2 separate regions of the Cricetulus griseus genome follow, and region 2 is linked to region 1. The links are chromatin contacts, called in public Micro-C maps. All regions are on one chromosome and are shown on one strand. The core of a region is the stretch at or near the end of the contact, and the rest is flanking DNA. Distances in the headings are between cores, read along the strand shown.

Region 1 (7,562 bases), core at 3,141-5,640:
CAGTTTGCTACTGACCTGATCATCCATCTATTAACAGAATCTCGGGCAGAATCCTGGAGTCCTAGAAATGAGATGTCACATCACAGCTATAGCATTCTCTCATGGAATTTAACATCTGGTTTTCCTTAAGAACCTTGTCCCAGAGTGCTTAAAATTCACGGGGTCACAGTTGAAGAACCAACAGATTTTTTTTTTCCTTCCTCACTTTGATACTTCTTGCAATCAGGCTGCTGAGCTATCACCATGCTTATCTTTCAGACCTCTGCTTCTCCCATGAACACAGTCCATCGCTGTGGGGCGATGCATTGCACAGTTGATTAGTGTGTTCCACTACAGTTGTCTTGGTGGACTATCTAGCTCTCCAGGTAAAGGTTCCTCCAGACCAAAGTTTCCTCTAGACCAAAGGTTCCTCCAGACCAAAGGTTCCTCAAGACCAAAGATTCCTGCAGGCAAAAGGTTGTAGTCTCTCTTGATTCTTATTGAATGGTTTACTCATATAATTCTTCTCATCTCAGTTGGTTTGGCAGTCAGCCTTGGAAAGGGCTGGAAAAATAAAGTGCCACATGGGAAGAAGACAAGGTCTAGGCCAGGAGGGATGGAGTTGGGAAGCTGGATTCTTCCAGGAAGGAAAAGTAAGGCTGACTGCTCAAGTAAGCAGTCTGTACCTGCTGTGGTGTGGGAATGACCTCATGGTGTCCTGTGTTTGTTGTTCCACTTGCCCTCCATGGTCATTTCTTTAATGGTTAAAAAAAATGGAGAGTTGTAAATGTGCTTCTGGGAGTTTCACAAAAGCCTTAACTGTACCTAATGATGCTTATACGAACATTATATCTAAGTGTGGTACACCAGAAAGGTTTCGAATCATGAGCATGGAAAATGATAGTGATCTTTCTTTGAATTTGATCAAGACTCTTGACTAACTTGCCTGTGATAGTCTTGAAACTGTGTGTGTGTGTGGGGGGGGAGGGGTTGTAACATTTTAACACTTGATTGAATTAGCATATCCAATGGGTGCTGATTAGTGGGGCAAGGTATCTAATGGGGTCACTCAGCTCTGTCCTTGTCTAATGAAGATATAAGAAATATGCTAGTCAAATTTTTAGATAACACTCAGTTGGCAGTGATAGTTCATGGGCTAAAGAACATATGGGAGGATTAGGGTCTAAGGGCATCTCAACAATCTGAAGTGATGAACAGGACCAGGTGGCAGGGAGGTTGGTGGTGGACAAATGGCTAACCTGTGCTGGCATCACAGAGGCCAGGCACTGTCACTAGAGGGATTTAACTACCATTGTTTTATTTCTTCCATTCATTTGTTCAGCAGATATTTTCAAACTCTCCCTTTGTTCCAGGCTGGTGACTTACACACGAACAAGAAATAATTCCTTGCTTTATGGAAATAATTACGATGTTACAGTAAAGGATGGCACAGGCAATGGTAGAATAAATTAGTGTCCATCGGAATGTGTCATGTTCACAATTAGGGAAGCTTACCTCCGGAAGCTGACTGAGGCCGGAAAGTCAGAGGGTGGATATGAGTTAGCTCACCCGGCAAAGGGGAGAGAAAAGAATTTTCCAGGAAGTGGGAGCACATGTACAGCTCTTCAGGTAACACCAACTAAACGACTGCAGGATCAGAAGTAGGTTTATTTAAATTGTGGTGTAGAGGGCGTGGGGTAAATAATGAGGCTAAAACTGGCGAGGGAGGAGTGGGTGGATGTTGGAAGGTTTTGCAGTTCATTTGAAGCTTGGATATTGTTTTTTTGGGATGGCAAACCCACATTTGAATATGGGTGTAGGAGAAAGGTTCAAAGGGACAGCTGAGAAGAAACGAAGCCATTTTCTGTTTTGTAGGGGGTATATGTTTGGGAAGAAATAGATTAGGTCATTTTTAGATTTGTTGAAATTGAGGTAATCAGAGATTGTCTATGTGGCTGATGTCTGGTAGCCAGTTGGGTAGAGGAATCCAGGAATCAAAAGAGAAGTTTGAGCTGATGATAAAGATTTGGGGAGGAACTTCGAGAGCCAATAACAGAGAAAATTTGTTTGGCTTTTATTTTCATAAAAATGAAGAAATGATTATCCTAGATTGTGACGCAGAATGACACAGGGACTAAAATCTCTGGCTTTGACTGGTTCTGGCCCTGAACCATTCAAGCCACAGGAACAGAAATTTCTGGTTTATGTCTTTGAGTTTCAAATTTTTCATCCTTAAGTTGTGGATATAATAATGTTATATATAGCACAGCAGTTTGTTAATTAGTGTGTGTGTGTGTGTGTGTGTGTGTGTGTGTGTGTGTGTGTTCATGTGCCCATTGGCGCATGCCTATTGAGGCTAGAAGAGATTGTTGGGTCCCCTGGGACTGGAGTTCCAGGTGGTTGTGAGCTGCACAGTGTGGGTGCTGGGAACTGAACTTGGGTCCTCAGAAAGAGCAGCAAGTGCTTCACCACTGAGATTCTCCCCAACTCCTCCATAACACTTAGGTAAGAATAAAATACAATGCAATGGTAAGCACTGTTATCTGGCATGCATTTTCCTTGTGTTTGTATGAACTCTCTTTAAGAGGGTCTGAAGTACTGTTTTGCTCTGAGGAGGGCCTGAAACTCTATCACACAATTGAAGTTTCTGGGATCAATCAGTTTCATATACGGCAGCTTTGGATACAACTCTCAAGTACACGAAGGACTTCCAAAAGAAAAAGGAGTTAGAATTATCCCATGAGTCCCAGGGAAGAAACAGGATGAAGTGGCTGAAGTTGCAGAAAGACAGGCCTCAGCCAGTATCTTGGGAAGCTTCTAACAAGTAGAGCTCTCCAAGGATAGAAAAGCATGGCTCTTATTTTTTTTTTTTTCAGTAAGTAGAGATTCCACATCTAAATCCAAGACCCCATGACTGTTGCTGGGGTTGGAGACCGATGTAGTTTTACAAACTGTCAGGGTCCACCTGATCTGAATAGGATGTTTCTTTAAGGCCCAGGGATTCTAGCAAAGCTCATGGATGGCAGTTTATGAGCATTACACTGTGACATTCATGCTCACACGTATTCTCTAGCCATAAAAGTGATCTTTTTTTCCCTTTGGGTAGTTGAGGCTAAGATGTTTTAGAGAAAACACCTCTCACATGGAATGGCATTCTACAACTGCCTGGCCTCTGTGTCCCAAAGGCACAGAGCACAGGGTCACAGGTAGAGGGACCACACTTTCAGAGAGAGGTTTTGTGAGGTTTTGCTTTCCATTGACCCCTCTGTTGCTTCCCTTAAAGCATCCCTCTTCTCCACCCCAGCAACTGAGAACACGCCCCCCCCCCCAAACCCTCAGCCTTCCCTTCAGGGTACAACTTCAGGAAACCACCGTGGTAAATAATAAATTAGAGGAGGGCAAGATTTTTAAAATCTTCCCCAGCCTGGGTTTATTTCCTGGTAGTAAAATGGAAGGAAAGCAGAATGCACCACTGTGATTTACAGGCACCCTGCCCTCCTTCCCTTCCGAGATTTGCTAGTTGCATCTTTGTGCTGCGCTTGACATTTATGATGTAAGGTATTAATATCTCAGAAGAGGAGCTCTTGTGCTAATTATTCAGACCTGCTCTGACAGTGTACTGGTGAGCAGCACTCGTATGTCAGAGCCCATCTACACATTAAGTCCTTCACCTAAAGGAGGTGTGAATTACGAGGCACCGTGGGCTGGAGCTATAGAGACTTCACAGACTGTCTGTGGCGGCATGTTAGTAAATCAGTCCTGATGAGACTGCTGAGAAGCAAGCCGTACCTCCCTGATAAATAGAATGCCCAGGAAGCCTTTGAATCAAGCTTTGAATCAGACAAAAAGAGGGCAACTGCCCATCTAAGAACTAACTTTCCTTAGTCTAGACAGGAAAACACTTGGATCCCTGTCTAATTCTTCAGGTGTCAGATGTGCCTTGTTTCCAGTAGCTATTTGTAATATTAACCATTCTAACAGCATCAAACAGACTGGATTTTTACACTTGATAAATTTTTGATGTGGGACCTTTGAAAAATGCAGTGGGATGTCCCCCTCCCCCCTCCTCCGGTTTCTCCCCAGAAGCCAGTGTTAATTTGCAGATGCCAACACATGACTAACGATTTTATCTCAGAAGATTAATACATATTAAATGCTCCCGGGCCACAGGACTCAAGGCTAGATAGCCTTCCTGTGTGAGAGAGTCTGGGCCGTGTGTTTGATAGACAGGCTCACTGTGGTCTCCTCACAGGGATGGGGTTGGCTGTTAATTGGTCAGTGAGTCAGCCTGGTGAAGCTGTCAGCCCAAAAGTCTGCTCCTTCTTCCTTGCCAAAGAAAACTGTGCTCAGTCCTAGTTGATTAACTGTGATTGGCTGACAGTAATGGTAAACTAAATTCTCTTGCCTGTGATTGGCTTAGAAAGAAAAAAGTAACTTAGCCCTGGCCCAAGCAGTATAGGAGTAGGGAGGGAACTAGAGAGTTGGAGAGGGAACAATGGGCTCTGAAAAAGAAGTAAAAGGAGACCACCGTGTGGGAATTACTACTTTTGGTCTCTATTGATTTCTTTCCTGATGTTGGATATGGTAGTGTAAAATCTGGCACCTGGAACCAGCAGGTGTGTTAGCAGCGGAGGGAGACCATAGCCAGTGCTTGCACAGCAGAGCAGAGAGATGGAGAGATCCTAGGATCTCAATGACATCATCAAGTCACCAGTTTATCCTGTTGCATTTTTGTTGAGAGTGGAGTGTAACATCACCAAGACCATCAGTTTCTTAATCACAGTATTTGTTGAGGAGTTTTCTTAAAGCTATTATTCTAATGGCTTCTCTCATCAGTTGTTTGTCTTTCTATGGCTTCAGTTATCCACAGTCAACTGTGCTGCGAAAATATTATAGTGAAAACTTCCAAAAAATAAATACAAAGTGAAAAATTCCCCCAAGAGGAATTCCTAAGCTTTAGCATTCTAAGTAGATGATGAAATCTCACGATGACACACTGAGGCTGTGACTCACACCTCTGTCCAGCATACTTCATGGAAACAGTCATTGAACACGTGCTTTCTGTCTGGTTCCTCCATTCGGTGTTTTCAAGGTCTTGTCTACGCTGCGCCATGCTGTGGTGTGTACCGTTCTCCACTCACGATTATGGGTGGATAATATTTCACATTCATTTCCATTGACTTCATTAGTGTATACTGTATGCTTCAGTACTCTTAAAAAAGATATATTTAAAGTTATGTAGATTTATGTGTCTGTATGTGAGTATGTATTTGTGAGTGCAGTGCCCTGGGAGGCCAGAAGAGGCTGTCGGCTCCCCTGGAGCCAGAGTTATAGGTAGTTGAGAGCTGCCTGACATGGGTACTGGGCATAGAACTTGGATTCTCTCTAAGAGCAGTGTACAGGTAACCGCCATGTCATCCCTCCAACCCCAAAACATTAATAAAAAAAATAAAAAAAGGAATGTGTTTGAGGGGCTGGCCCTTGAGCCATGGTGCCTGTGTGAAGGTCAGAGGAAAACTTGTAGAGTTGATTCTCTTCTACCCTGTGGGATCTGGGAATTGAATTCAGGCCACCAGGCAGCCATTATTATGAACCACCTCCCCCACCCCAACACACTTTTTCTGAGACAAGCTGTTGCCATGTAGCCCGTGTTGGACTTGAACTCAAGATTCCCCTGCTTCAGCCTCCCAAGGGTTGGGACTCCAGGTGTGTGTCACCATACCCAGCTGTAAACAACTGTGCATTTTTTCCAAGGCCCCTTTAACACTTACGTTAGGTGGATCTAGGACTGTAGAGATTTCTTTGATTTTAGTTTTTCTGTCACATTTTTTATTTCTTCTTGCTTTATTTTGATAGATTTTCTTGATTATATTTTTCATGCCTCTTGTTTGTCATAGATAAAAGGTTTTGTTTTGTTTTTTGTTTTTTTTTATAAACCACCCTTTCTATCTCTAGTAACTCTTGTCTTCAGGTTGTTCCTTTATAAAAACAATGAGTGTTCTGTTGTACTTTGTTTTCCTGTCACTTAGTTCACATTTAATAAGCACCTATTTAGAGACCCTAGCCTGATGTAAGATGTCTCCGAATGTCCTGCCAGGGAGATGCCTGGTGTCTCCTCACGTAGACATAACCATTGTGTTCTGAATTAAGTACAACTACTTTCTTATTGGATGCCTGGCCCGGTGTGTCCAAGGCCTAAGTCAGGGCTATTCCTGATTCTGAGTCAGCCACATTAGCCTGCTGTCTCTGCTGGGGTGGAGTCAATCTTTCTGTTGGATACCCTGCTCTCTGACACAACATGTTGGACGCTGTGCAACAGGGCAGATGACAACCTCTGTGAACTTTCCTTTCATGGGTTGTACTTCTTTAAGAAGTATGGGTTTTCTGAATTTACCGACAAGATTCATCCTGCTAAGGCATTTAGATGGATGATTTTTGATAAACACATGCAGGCATATTCTAGCCACCATAATCAAAACAGAACAGTTTCACCAACTCCCAAAGATTCCTTGACTCCTTTCCATCATCTCCCAGTGTGGCTGATGATTTCCTCAGGTGTTTAGTGTCAATCCATGGAGTATTATCAGGGGTGCCCGGCCCACCCCTTCCCCTCACCCCTGCTGCTACAACCTGAGTGAACTTCCCTGGAGAGGGATGACATGAGCTCTGTGGGTGGGACTGTGCTTTAGGACTATGGGCGTGGAGTAGGAAGGCAGCTTGTTTAGCAGGTCAAATTCCATGGTCTCTAATTGCTTTGATGCAAAAGGATTGGAATGCAGTGGGAGGGGCTACCTGGACCAGGTATTTCATAAAGTATCCCTTGATTAGTTACACTGAGCCCTGCTCCTTATCCCATTATTTCTGACTTCTGTCTCTCCTGAGGTAGAGAAATGGTTTTACCTACACTGTAGGCTTTCCAAAGCTGGGCCCTTTGCTCTGGGTTAGCCAATAACCCATACTGTCTTCTTTATTGTTGCCAAGATATTCATCAAAAAGTATTTCTCACTGATGGCTTCAATACTATCCTGCTTCAATCTTCCTGGCTACAATAGTATCCTACCTTTACCCCTGCCTTATTTCTTTTTACAGTCAATGCCTTATGACTATGAATGAGTAGAGGTGAACACACAAGCTTGTTGTGCTGCCCAGGAGTGTAAGACTTAACACCCAGTAAAGAAGAATATGGTCACATTACTTGATGTTGGCTCAGATGAAACATTTCTTCAGAAAGACGTGTGTGGTATCCCTGAACAAGCCCTGTGACTCATACTTCTAATGGCACGAACCTGGACTCTATTCAAGTTACTTAGCCTTTTTAAACTTTAAAGTTCTTAGTAAGAGAAAACCAGACTCCCACAAGAAGTTTTGGGAAGTGTCTCAAAGACGCTTGGTGATAGCTTACAGAAGTTCAGTGACGACACTCTAGGTGTTCTGTGAAATGGCCTTCTAGTAGCTTCCCTCAGCAACTTCACATGGCAGTTGTAACACATATGGAAGCTGCAATTTGAATTTTGCCAAGGTGGAACCTGGAACAAGGCAACTTGGTGTGAGAAATAGGTAAATTCAAGGAGTTGTGCATGCCA
Region 2 (7,562 bases), core at 2,401-4,900, 310 kb before region 1:
TTATGTGAATTTTTTAAGCTGCGAATCTGATGGCCTTAATTTCCTTTTTGACACTGAAAGTTTTGTAAAAGAAATCCTATCCATACACGTTGTTGCAAGATGTGAATTATTGACACTGAACTAACTGTACTGTTTGGAAAGGGGCCCTCAAGTTTTTGGCATTTTTTTTTTTTTATATGTGTGTATGTATTTTTTTTTTTTTAAGTTCTTTTAAGGAGGGGAGGGTAAGTATACCACTGCGTGTCCGGGCATAATTGGAAGATTGCTCTATCTAGTCGGGCAGTCTGCTCTTGTTCATTCTCTGCTATATATAAAACGGTGCTGTTCGGGCGGGGGGAAAGCAATTTTTTCAATATATTGAACTTTTGTATGGAATTTTTTTGTAATAAGTGATCAAGGTTACAAATTCTTTTTAAATAGAAAAGAGAAGAACATTTTTGTAAGAAGGCAATATTAATCCAGACATCATGTAAGCACTCTGGATGGAGGTTCCGCAAGTCTGTTGTATGTTCAGCCGTTTCTCTTAAATTCTTGATTCCTGAGGGACGGGGCAGGTGGGGTTAGGGTGGGGGAGGGGATTTTCTTCAAATGCTCTAGTTGTGTTTTTTAAGATAGTGTAACACGCTTACATTTCTTATGCAACATTAACGAATAAAAAGCTGTTTACTATTACTCTGTCGACTCTTTTTAACTCTTTAGATCAGCGGTTCTCAATCTGTGGGTCTGGACCCCTTTGGGGAGATTGTCCAATGACCATTTCAAGGGGGTTATATGTCAGATATTTACATTGTGATTCATAACAGTAGCAAAATTACAGTTATAAAGTAGCAATGAAATAATTGTATGGCTAGGGTCACAATAACCTGAGGAACCTGTATGTATTAAAGGGTCACTGAGGCATTAGGAAGGTTGAAAAGCAATGCTTCAGACAGACCTTGACAGGTTAGAAAGGTTTTAGTTTTGATTGGCTTGTGTGACTGGACTTTTCAATGATGTGTTCACAGTTGAGGAAGGTGATAGTTCAGACTCCTCGGTGCTCCGTTGTCAGTAGTAACGGAATGGTCGACTCACTTAGCATGGGCTTATCACCAATGGCTTTCAAATTTAACACAGAAGGTGTACATAGAGTCTGTTTTTACTCTCCTGTAACATAGAAAGGGGAAAGGATTCATTTAAGAACCCCCTGCTGGAAGAATAACTGAAGGACAGTGAATGGAGCCTGCCGGGGCAGGTGGCCCTTATCTGTGCTGATTGCTGGGGCATCACTGGTTGTGGACTTCAGGATTTCTGTCCTGTGATTGCTTTAGCAGAGTTGGTTCATCTTGGAGCAGAATGTCGGAACCCTCCCTAGAACACATGGATGATATTTCAGAAGCTAACCCAAAGCCAGTGTTTGCTCTCCTCTTAAAATATTCCTCCAGAAAGCTGTGTAAAGACTACCAGCGTTCACTTGAAAATAACTCACAAAGCCCCAAATTACTGTGTTCCACAGATTTACTGCATGCACCGCTGCTGTCGCAGACACAAGATAAATGCTGGGTCAGAAATTCTGTCTGCTGAAGCAGATGAAATGATAACTTCTCAGCACAGATTTATCTTCTGAATGGCTATACGGAAGACAGCCAAACGTGGTTGTGAAATATTTTGTCACAAGATGGGGTTCTTGTCATCATAGTATATCCCAGGTTCTTTACTGCCAGATTAATTATGCTATAAAAACCAACACTTTAGGTAGGCACTGAGGGAGAAAATGGTGGTTGTAACACAGGAGAATATTATGTGATCCTGTGAAATTATAATAAAGATCCAGGATTTAATTAACCAAAGTAGTTTGGAGCGTCTGGCCGTTTTCAGGGATCAGCTGCTGTGAGCCTGTGCTGTGGATTTTGGGGTGCTGGGGCGCTACACCTGCATCTCCATTGGTGGAGGCCAGGCAGAGGGCACACTCGAATATACTTTGAAATTATCTTTTTAAAAGAACAGGGTTTCTCTGGAGCTTTGGAGCCTATCCTGGCACTCGCTCTGGCGACCAGAGCTGTCCTCGAACTCACAGAGATCCGCCTGCCTCTCCCTCCCGAGTGCTGGGATTAAAGGCCAGCGCCACCAACGGCCGGTTGAAATTATCTTCTTATAACAGGTGGCAACTCGTTTTTCCCCCTGGGTTTGTCTTTCTTGCTGTTTTGACCTTCATGTCTAGCTTATTTTCATTCTTCTGACCCTCATCTTATGTTCTTATTTGTTGGAATGCATGTCACCGTTGTTCCCTGTCCCCCAGTCCAGTATTTGAAGATGGAGTATTGAACCTCTCCTTGCTTGCCTTTTAGATTTCTCTGTGCAGTGTTTAGTGAGTCCTTGGTGCTTGTCTCACTAATTCTACTCTTAGCCCTGTCCACCTTGGCATTTGTCCAAGCCATTGAGTTTGCCTTTGATTCTCTTCTAAAGGGGGAGGGAAGGGGAGGAGAGAAGGAGGGGCGAAGGGAGTGAGTGTAAGCTAGCGGACAACCTTGGGTATCATTCCCCTGGAGCTGCCAACCTTATTTTGAGATAGGATCTCTCCTTGAGACCGGGAATCCCCGAGGATCCTCCTATATTGAGTTCTTGGCATTGCTTATTTTTATGGTATAGGTACATTTGTTGACTTCCTAATAATAGATGGTTTGCCTCTTGGGGTTTTAGGATTGTGACCCCTCCACAGCAAGAGTGGCTGTTTTGTTAGAAGTCCTAGGATTTTGACAGTATTAGATCTTGTGCCATGCTACTGAACAAGCTTTAGCTAATTCTGTGTTACCAGTCTTAGAGTGGAAGGCAGGGCTTGCCCTTGCCTTTTAATTTATTGTCATATACATATGTGTGTAGATATGTGTGGGCTTACCAATACCATTTAATTTATTGTATATATGTGTATAGATATGTGTGGGCTTGCCTATACCATTTAATTTATTGTCATATACATGTGTATAGATACGTGTGTTCATTTTTAAGGAGTAATTATTCTAAGTCATGTATCTATTGACTTATGCATCATCTTAACTTACTATCATTATGTTAAAGAAGTTTATTTGAATGTTCCTTGGCCAACATGCATTTTAAAATGAGAAAGGATCTTACCCTGAACCTCTCTCATGAGGTAGCTTGCACTTCAGAAGGCTGTGTGGAGGAGAGTGTCTGGTCCTGAAGCAAGGGCTTGACATTTTTATGTATGGCAAAACCTAGGATTCTGACACTGGGGCCGTTGTGCTGACTGAAGCAGCAACAGTACTGACAGAAGTGTGATTTAGAATTCCTATTCTTCTGTTTGGCTGCCTTTCGAAAGGGGTAATCATCCAAACTGATGGGAATGGAAAACTTCTTAGGTAAAATAAGAAAGAAGCAAAATTTAGAGAAGTTGTATCACATTGCTGGAGGATTGACATTTCACTTTAATTGTTGTGTAGGGAAGGATATCTAATGCACAGGGAATGGTCTGGGGGTGGGAGCTGCTGGGCTGGGCTGCTTTGGAGGGGTCAGAGAATAGTACACAGAGAGGCATCAGCGCCAGTTTGCCCTGGAGACCTGCACAGGCCCGGGGTGTGAAATTGTCCCACTCCCTACCTCCTACTGCTCACTTCCACAATAGTGCTTTCTCTTTCACTTTCAACAGCTCAGTAAATCCTGTCCTTGGCTGACATTTCTTCAGAGCAAAGTGCACCTCTCAATTTCAGGAGACAGCTTGCCCAGTAGCTTAATGACTTTATAACAATAAAACACAGTCTCCCAGATTTATATGCAAGTGCCTTCTTCCACCAGGGCTTCCCTGACGGCCACTCTGTTCTTTTCCACTGGCTTTTTAGACTCACTGTGCTTCTGTGGGTTGCCACATGAGCTTGGGGTTGGCTCTTAAAGATTCCTCATTTGTATGCTCTTTTAAGCAAAATTGGTGTTGGTTTCTTTGACTTAAACCCTCACTAAGGAGACAGCTCAGTGGATAAAGGTGCTCACCTAAGCTGACTTCCTGAGTTCCTACCCACTGGGTGGAAAGAAAAACTGGCTCCCCCAAACTGTCCTGTGACCTCCACACACTTGCCTTGGTGCATGAGGGCACAAAAAATAAGAACAATTACAATAAGCCCACTCTCTGAAGCTCCACTTAATGACCTACTTGCTCAGCTCCCCAACCCCCTGCCAGCCTCCATGAGTCTGCTTTGGGGGAGACCTCACTGCAGTGTGACGGGGCAGGGATACCTGTGCCCATGTTTTGTTTTCCTCAGTCTTGTGACTCATCCACAGCAAATATTCTCAAACTCTCGGAGTTGGTTGGTTGGTTTTGCTTTGAGTTTGGATCTCTGTAACCCAGGGCACTGCAAACTCCCTTTCCTGCCTCCCTTTTCTGAGGTGTGGGGGTCATGACATGTACTCCACCCCCCAATTTAGGCATATCTGCCAATCCCCTTGTGGTCCTGGGACCTAAATCTGGCCTCAAGTCTTAGCCACTGAGTGTTGTGTATACACCGGAGGGGCAGCTAACTCCAGTTGGCTTTCTGGCTTAGTGGCTGGAAAGGCTCTCCAGATAACTGTTCATTACCCCATTCCCAAACAGAATGCCAGCTCCGGTTTTCTCCATCTGAGCCAGGGAGCCTCCTGGCTCAAGCTGCCTGTAACAGCACCAGGCTTTTTGACTTGGATCCTGCCATTCATATGTTCTGGCCCAGTTCCTGAGGCCATGACCCCGCCTTCATCATTTGGCTGCCTGTTTCCCCCATTCCCTTGTTCTAGAAGGGGGAGGGGAAGCAAAATTCCTGTGCATTTTCCCAGATGACAAGTCAGACCATTTCTCCTTAAGTTTTTGTTAAGAGATTGAATGCAGAGGTAGAGTGGGGTAGGGTGACAGACATGGGGCCCACAGTCCAGAATGCTCATTCTTCATTATAAAAGAAACAGTGGTCTGGGTTCTACCCCAGAAGCTACCATGGAGCTGACAGGAAAAGTGCCAGTACCAGGCCTGGAAGGGGCTTTTCTATGGAGAAAGAAAAATGCTGAGGGCACCAGGATGATCTTACCCCAGAATCCTGAGACAAACCTGAGGTGGAACTCTTGGGTTTATGCCTTGCAGCTGGGGGGAACACTTGGAGCACAGGCTCCTGATTCGTGGTTCTCACATGGGGTGGGAGACAGAAAAACCACCCAGAAGAGAGGATGGTGGGTAGGGCCACATTCATTGAATGTTAACTGTCATTGTCACTAAATGCTTCCTGACTCAAACCTATTCCTCATTAGCTAGTGGTACTCTTTTGCAGATAGGATTCTGAATGGGCCCAAAAGATGTCATTTACTCATTGTCCCCTCAGCACTCATTGAGGATTTGGCCTCAGGACTACCAGAGGGGAGGTTTCTTTGTGACCGGCTGCATCTGTCCTTGACAACTCTGCCTCTCCTGCTGTCCCAGGCAGTGGGCAGCAGATCGTTTACCCAGTTTTAGTTAGCTTACTGGTGAAACATGCGCCCATTGGCAAACGGGAATTGGAATGATTCCAGTGGCCACAATAACCCCCTATGCCTGTTTTGTCCAAACTTCATTAAAGCAGTGGCAAATACAGTGGGCACTGTTTAGAGCTGATTTAAAGGAAGCCTGGCAGATGGACTAAAGGGTGGAGAGGGGTTGGTTCTGTTTTCCCAGCCCCAGTTCTTGCTCAGGTCTGTGTTAGCGTTTTCCTTGTATGGATGCATATGTACCATCGGTGCCTGTGGAAGTTGAAAGATCTGGAAGTGGAGTTATAGATGGTTGTGGGCCTCGTGTGGGTGCTAGGAACCAAACCTGGGTCCTCCGGTCAGTCTCTCCAGACCCTCAGCTTTGTCTTTCACTCGTGTAGCAGACAGTCCCTCAAGACACGAACCACAGCCTGGAGGAATGATCTTTGCCAAGTTGGCTGTTTTGGGACACAGTCTTTGTTCAGGGAGGTAATTTGTGTTCGGCTGAAGTCTTCTATGGGAAGTGTTCACTGTTCATAAGCGACACGGAGGCTGGGGGCACACAGAAAGCAGTTGAAAGTAATTGGCTTGCGTGAAGTGACATGTTGACATTATTTGTGAATTGTTGACAGTGACCCGGTGTGGCTGCCAGTACCTCCCAGTTACTCTTGTGGGGTGGGGGTGACTGAATAATAGGGATGATTGGAACTGGTGATTCAGCTGTGATTGGAATAGAGGTAAAAGGAATTTTAACAACCGGATTGACCATTGTTTAGGACATACCAAATGTAGTCATGGTTATGTTCCAAATTTTCCCAGACTGGCCTCCACAGACAGGGTTCAAATAGAACAACGCTGGACCTGTCTCTCTGAATGGAAAACCCCTTGTAAGAATAGCAGTTAATGACACTAGTTGCTGTTAGTCAGTGGCATGGCATGATCCTGAAAAATCCATACTTTCTTATACCTGTTTTATTAGGTGTAAGTTTAGATTAAAAGTTCAGTCCAGTGTTGGGGGTAGAATTAAATTGGATAACATGAGAAGGTCATGGCAGTATAGCAGGTTGTAAGTACATAGGAATTTAAAACTGAGCTTAAGATTATTTTACCTAGAGAATTGGGGTGAGAGTATAGGAGACTTGGTATGGAATGGTGGGGTTCCTGTAAGCTGTAAGTGCACAGAGTGTCGGTCAGAATCAACATTTCCCCTTGAATTTGTCAGTGGTTCAGGGAAAGCCATTGAGAATGCCAGAAGCAACACAGTTTTTGTTTCACGAGTAAATCATAAGCACTGTCAGTCATTTACCAACTGCGCAACCTGAGACCCTGATAATAGTTTGAGAATCCTTCCCATACCCTGATGTATGTAAAACCCCAATTCCAGCAAAGAGCTGCCACTCATGCTGCAGACTGCGCTGGTCTCACAACCTTCGGGGGGGATTTGACTAGTAGGAAGCTGGTTTCAAGAAGACCGTTCTCAACTCTGAGGTTAGGTATCATGGCCACACAGCTCAGCCCTGCGTCTGTTTCCACTGTACTCCCCAGGTAGTCCTAGAGGTGAAACAGACATGTAACACTGGTTCTCAACTTGGAGGTCACGGCCCCCAGAACAACCCTTTCACAGGGGTTGCCTAAGACCATCTGAAACAGATACCACATTACGGTTCATAACAGTAGCTAAAGTAGAAGTAGCAACGAAATAATTTTATGGTGTAGGGTCACCACATCATGAACTGTGTTAAAGGTTTGCTGGAGTTAGGAAGGTTGAGACTGTTGTAGGGTGAAGGTCATACTGCAGAGCCTTGGAAGTGGAGCCCACAGAGGGTCCAGCCTGGCGTGGGCTTAAGGGTTCTCTGGGGTGTGGCTCTCTGCTCAGCAGATGACATCTGGATTAGAGTGTGGTGTTGCTGGATAGCTTGAAGTTTGGGGACATAAAGCTGCCTGAGGCTGGGCTTTGTGCGTTGCCTTCAAACAGACTGATGAGTGCCCATTGTGCCAACACTCAGGTGGGAATCTACTACAGCTACAGCCAAGTGGTATGTGTGTCTCTCACTTGTGGTTGAATATTCTGGGAGAGCCAGTGACTGTCCCCTTTAGGGAAGTGTAAATGTCAGTTT

What was found. A called contact is a pair of places that touch in the nucleus more often than the background predicts.
Region 2: a Micro-C map of the CHO-K1 cell line shows a contact between it and region 1, with 6 times the contacts expected there. The contact joins two enhancer-like sites. A contact is called at or near these places in 7 of 8 Hi-C or Micro-C datasets (the CHK-Q cell line, the CHL-YN cell line, the CHO-K1 cell line and 3 more).

The regions. Positions count from the first base shown.
Region 1 is chr2:181,858,494-181,866,055 of CriGri-PICRH-1.0, reverse strand. No RefSeq gene overlaps it. Among named protein-coding and RNA genes, the nearest start is that of C2H5orf63, 91 kb to the left of the region's middle. Within about 2 kb of position 4,390, at least 2 of the 6 cell types and tissues checked have open chromatin away from gene starts, as enhancers often do.
Region 2 is chr2:182,167,684-182,175,245 of CriGri-PICRH-1.0, reverse strand. Lmnb1 (lamin-B1) reads left to right here. Exons shown (of 11, transcript XM_027400930.2): 11 at 1-316. Among named protein-coding and RNA genes, the nearest start is that of Lmnb1, 43 kb to the left of the region's middle. Within about 2 kb of position 3,650, at least 1 of the 6 cell types and tissues checked has open chromatin away from gene starts, as enhancers often do.